Regions from separate parts of the Anser cygnoides genome. Here region 1 is linked to region 2. Evidence: chromatin contacts called from public Hi-C data. All regions are on one chromosome and are shown on one strand. The core of a region is the stretch at or near the end of the contact, and the rest is flanking DNA. Distances in the headings are between cores, read along the strand shown.

Evidence for each region. A called contact is a pair of places that touch in the nucleus more often than the background predicts.
Region 1: a Hi-C map of liver shows a contact between it and region 2, with 4 times the contacts expected there. The contact joins the promoter of VEGFA here to the promoter of MRPL14 in region 2. A contact is called at or near these places in 3 of 7 Hi-C or Micro-C datasets (all in liver).

Annotation. Positions count from the first base shown.
Region 1 is chr3:34,260,317-34,263,016 of Taihu_goose_T2T_genome, forward strand. VEGFA (vascular endothelial growth factor A) reads right to left here and starts at 1,385. Exons shown (of 6, transcript XM_066993857.1): 1 at 1,250-1,385. The coding sequence starts at 1,315.
Region 2 is chr3:33,928,715-33,931,414 of Taihu_goose_T2T_genome, forward strand. MRPL14 (mitochondrial ribosomal protein L14) reads left to right here and starts at 1,430. Exons shown (of 3, transcript XM_066993852.1): 1 at 1,430-1,502. The coding sequence starts at 1,445. It overlaps TMEM63B (transmembrane protein 63B), which reads right to left. Exons shown (of 24, transcript XM_048080106.2): 1 at 2,647-2,700.

The sequences.
Region 1 (2,700 bases), core at 135-2,634, 330 kb after region 2:
TTTACTGAGGAGCTGGGAGGCAAAGAAGCCCTGTTTTCGGTGACGGTGGAAAAACTCTTGGAGAGCGGAAAGAATCGTCCCACGAGCCAAATCTGGCAGGCTGGCTGCACGGAGCTGCTCCGTGACACGCTCTAATGAGAGCTCAGCCTCGGTTCCCATCGAGCACAGCCTAACGTGCGGCTGTCACTGGAGAAAGTAGAGATATAACAGGCTAGAAACAAAGCGTGCAGTGCCTGCATGACTTCGGTTACAGCTGAAATGGCTCCTAATTGGGGAGTTACCTTCCAGCATCGGTGCTGAACAAACAATGTGAATAACTGATTAGTTTGCAAGCGACGTTTATGTTCACGACAGTGGGAGATGATCTGGCCCGCATTCTCGCCAAGAGCTGAGGAGGAATGGCAGGGGAGAACTAGCTCCTTACAGCCCTTAAAACATAATCCACGCCTGCCTAGCATACAGCCACTTTCACGTGGGCACTCTGTCTAAACCCCTTAATATCTCTTGGCAACACAGCCCTCTTGACTCTTTTGAAAACAGATTTATAGGACAGGTTTGCACAGAAAGCTGCCTTTCTTTTTCTCTCTCCTTTTTTTTTTTTTTTAAAGGAGAGAAAGACAAGGAGGAAGAGTCGGTTTCTAATCGCTCAGGAATGACAATGAGGCAAAAGTAAAAGTGACCGAGGAAGGAGAGAAGGGAAAAACGAGGGGTTTTGTAATCTCGGTGCAGGAGATATGCATTTTGAAAAAAAAAAATCAATCTGGAAGAAATTCAGGATCCATTTTGTCCTCTTTGATCTCTATTTGTTTTTCCAGCTAGGTATTTTGAACTCCACAAGGCAGCGCGAACCCGAGCCGGGACCCAAGGCAAATACCGCCGAAACACCCTTTTGCAATGTCAGGAGAGCCGAGGCCGGCAGGAGAGAGGCTGATGCAAGAAGCCAGCGCGCTGCCTCCCCTCCTTTGCCTTCCCTTCCCTTCCCTGCCCCGCGCAGCGCCGCGCAGCGCCCCGGCCCCGCGGAGCCCCACGGCGGGGGCGTGCAATGCGCGCACATGTGCGCGGCCCCTCCGCGCCTCGCCCCCCTCGCACGGGCACAGCGAGCAGGTGGGAGCCGAGGGAAGGGGGAATAAATTTTTAAAAAAAAAAAAAAAAAAAGGAAAAAAAACCATTTTTTTTCTTAATTTTTCCCGCCCCCCCAACCCCTTCCCCTCCGCACGCGGGGGCACAAAAGCCCCGTCCCGCCGCTTACCTCCGCGCTCTGCAGATAGAGCAGCGCCGCCAGCCCCCAGTGGATCCAAGTGAGCAGAAAGTTCATGGTTGCCGCCGCACGCCGCGGAGGAACGGGGCCCGCCGCGCTCCGCCTCGCCTCCGCCGCCGCCCCGCCGCCGCCGCCGCCGCCGCCCCGCCGCGCTCTCGCCCGCGCCTCCTCCGTGCCCTCCTGGGGTGCCGCCGGCCGGGCGCTGCGAGGGGCTCCGGGGGAAGGGGGGCTCCTCTTCGGGGCGTCCGCGTTCACCCCTCCATAAGGCCGGCTCTCCGCCGGCGGCCCCCGCTGCTGCTCCCGGTGGGCGCTCCGCCGGGCCGAGCGCAGGCTCCGCGGCCGCCCCGCCGCCGCCGCCCGGCCCCCGCCGCCGGGCAATCCGAGCTCCACAGCGGCAACCGGGGCAGGCAGAGGCACCCGCGCCGCGCTCGCTCTCGGCTTCGCGCACTCACGCCAAAGTTTGCGGGGAAAAGTTTCAATGCATCTCTTTTCCTGCGCGCCCCCCACCTCTTCTTCGCGGCGGCTGCCTCCCCCCGCCGGGGGGATGGAAGGGGCTGAGCCCGCCGCCGCTCGGCCGTCCACCGCTTTTTAAAAAAAAAAAAAAAATCAGAAGAGGGCGAAAAAAAAGAAAAAGAAAAAAAAATCCAAACTGGCTGGAGAGGGAGGCAACCGGGGCGGAGAAGAGGGGAAAAGGGGGGGGGGGGGGGGGGGGGGGGGGGGGCTCTGCAGGAAAGGGAGAGAAAAAAAAAAAAATCCAAAGTATAGGTGGGGGGGAAAAAAAAAAAAATTCAATTAAACGGGAGGAGGATAAAGCAAGGCGGCGAGCCAAGCGCAGGTCCCGGTGCCCGGGGAGGGCTGAGGTGCTCCCGCGGCGCGCTGTCCCCCGCCGGCTCGGCGTGCGCTCCTCGCCCCCCGGCGCCGCGGCAGCGGCGGCTCCGCGCACTCCAGCGGCGGCTCCGCGCAGCGCCCGCTCCCCGCGCAGCGCCCGCCCCACCGCCCGCTCGCCGGCGCTCTGCAACTGCTCGGCGCGGCCGCGGGGAGAGACGCTCCGCCGAAGTCCCACCCTCTCTGGCGATTCCCCTCCCTCCTTCCCCTCCCCTCTCGTCCTTGCGGCTCTGGGCGAAAAGGCCACGGAGGTAAAAGGGGGTGCGCGGCGCGCCCCCCCCCCCCCCCAAAGCTCGCCCCACTCGGGATCGTGTCCCCCACCCCGTCCCCCACCCGCGGTTCCCACGATGCGCGCCCACCTTTTTCCCCCACCCGCCCCACCCCGGCAGCCCCACGGGCGCGCTTTCTGCCCCGCCGAGCGATGCGTGAGTTCGGGTCAAAATTCACCTCGCCCGCCCGTGGGAATCGCTCCAAAGTCCAGCAGAGCCATTTGGGGGGAGGGGGCAGCAGGGGACAAATTGCCATCCCGGCCGCCGCCCGGCCCCCCAAGCCCTTTG
Region 2 (2,700 bases), core at 180-2,679:
GACCCAGCCCCTTTCTTCAACGCCGCAACACCGGCGTCTTCCCAGGTTAGGCTGCACAAACGGGATCCTTCAAAACCCTGCGTCGACCTCTCTGTCAGGAGGCGGTAAGGGGAAAAACAGCAGAACCCACCTCTCCTCCCTGCGCATTAACTACGTGGGCAGAGGCTGCCGGCACAATCAGCCCGAAGCATGTCAGGAATAGGAGACCTCGCTACGACGATGCGGAGGGCTGTGCCAGCAGGGTCCCCACCTTGCCAGCCTGAATCTGCCCGAGGAGAGCACTGGTTTCCTGGGAAGGCAGAGGAAGGAGAACGGCGGGCAGCATCGACACACAGCGTTAAAGGGGAGAACGGGAGCCTTTCTGGTGCTGCTTGACAATCACGAGCACACCCAGCTCGCTGAAATAACCCAGTAAGGGGAGCAAACGCTGCGGAGAAGCCCGGAGGAAAGCATCCAGCATCTCACGCTTAGCGAGGGAGGCCAGGGCTTGCTGCAGCCGATCGGTATCTGGAGCAGAGGGCAGACACCCAGCTCCACACTGGAGGAACGCGAAGCGAGGAGGCAGTGCCAAGCACAGGCCTGCAGCCTCGGAGAAAAGCCGCTTCATACTGCAAGCCTCGGCTCCACAAGCTTGGCACCGCCGTCACGGATCTTGCCCTCTTTCTCTTGCAGAGCGTGTACACGTACACACATTTGTTTTTATCATTCCTTTGTTGTTTTCTGATCAATTTCTTGCTAGAAAACACATCAGGCCCATCCCCTGAACCCTCTCCACTGCTACCCTGCGGCACACGGCCTCCGTGAGAGCTGCAGGCGGAGGAGCTCCGGAGCAGGACATGCTCGGGGCAGCTCCTGCACACCCCAGATCTCCAGGAGGCTGGTGAGCAGGAATCCATCTCAGTAAGAGCACGGCAGCACCAGCCCGCTCCTTGGCTGGGCTGACCAAGCACCAGGGGGTCCCCGCTGAGCCCCACTTTGTGCCTCTGCCCGGAGCAGGGAGGATGGGAGCAGCATATCTCAACGTGCAGCCCAAAGCACAGAGCCTGAGCCCTCTCGGGGTGGGTCAAGGTAGGTAAATCCTGCCTGCAAAATGGGGGAAAGGGGGGGGGGGGAAAGACAACTCCCCTTTCTCCCGTTTCCAGTGGTTGTAGCTGCCACGCTGAGCTGGGGTGAAAGCAGAGAGCACGCTTGCAGCAAAGCACTTGCTTCCTGCCTGCCCAGCCCAGACACGGGCCTGGGGAGCTGGGAGGAGGAGCAGGAGACCAGACAAAGGCGAGCCTTCCTCTGAGTCACGCAGCATCCCGGGGGGACGCTCCCGCCCGGTGCCTCCGCGCCATCAGGCGAGAACCGGGACTTGGTGGGGCCGGCTGGGGCCCCTCCTTGCTGTCGGTGGGCAGCGAAAGACCCGGTGCCACGGGAAAAAGGCCCCTTCTGGCCCGTTACCATGGGGATGGAGATGCAGCCCAGCACACGCTGGGAGCCGCCGAGCCACCCAAACCCAGGTGCTGCTGGGGAGCCTCGGGGGAGGCGGCTTCAGGTGCAGGGGTGCCGCCGAGGTCTGCTCCCCTCCCTCTCTCCTTTGTTCCCACCCTCGGGGAAGCAGCTGGCGGATTAAGAAAAAAGGCCTCAGCAGCGGTGCCGTTTTGTTGAAGGACGTGGAACCGAACCCCGGAGGCGGCTCCGTTTCCCGAACATCCCCGTCGTCACGTTCCGTCTCTGCACCAAAAAAAGCCACGGGGGAGATCGGGCCCAGGTCTCCAGTAAGCCCCGTTGTCCCTGCCTCCACGAGCAGGGCGCAGCGCCCGCAGACCCTCTGGTACGCGAATCCCCCATCGGGCCCGTAACCGGCCCCCGTCAGGCACCCCACGGCGGGCAGCGCAGACCCCTAACGCTTCCCCGGGGACCCCCCGAGACCCCCGGGCTCCTGGATCACGGCATCACGAGGATGTACGCGGGGCACGAGCCCCGCACCGGGGGCAGGACGGCAGCGGGGTGCCCCGGGTGCCCCAGGCTCGGGGGAAGCCCAGCGGGCAGGAGCAGCAGGCCGGCGGCACCCCCGCAAAGCCGCCCCGAGCCGGGGCCGTCCGTTCTTGGGAAGAAGGGGTCGGGGGCTGTGGCTCTGAGGTGAATGCCGACCCGTGAAGGCGAGCTCCCAGCCCGTCTTCTCGCTGCGGAGAGCCAACAGAGCCGGCCGGGGGGCGGGGGGGGGCTGTAAGAGGGCAGGAGGAGGGGAACAACGAGCAGCGGCGGAGCAGGCGGCGTTTCTCAGCTTGGAAACCGGCATTTCTGAGCTTAGAAACCGGCGTTTCTCGGCGCAGACCGCGGGTATTTTTCCCTTCCCGCCCCGACCGGTGGCACCGGGACGGCGAGCGGCCAGAAGGGCACGCAGCGGAGCACCGCAACGCCCCGAAAACCTCCCCCCCGCCCCACGACCACGGCACCCCCGATCCCCCCCCCGGGGTTACCGGCACGCAGCACCCCCCCCCCCCCCCCTTCCCCTTCCCCGGGGGCGCCTTACCGGGACCCTACCGGGACACCGCGGAGGGCTCGGGGTGGAAGGAGCCGTCCTGCGGGCTAATGACGGTCACCGAGCCCCACGCCCGCCCCCAAGATGGCAGCCGGCGCCCCCCGCCCCGCCGCGCTCACCCGGTGCCAGGCGCGGACGGGCTCCAGGCTCCCCCCGGCCGCCGGGGCCGGGAC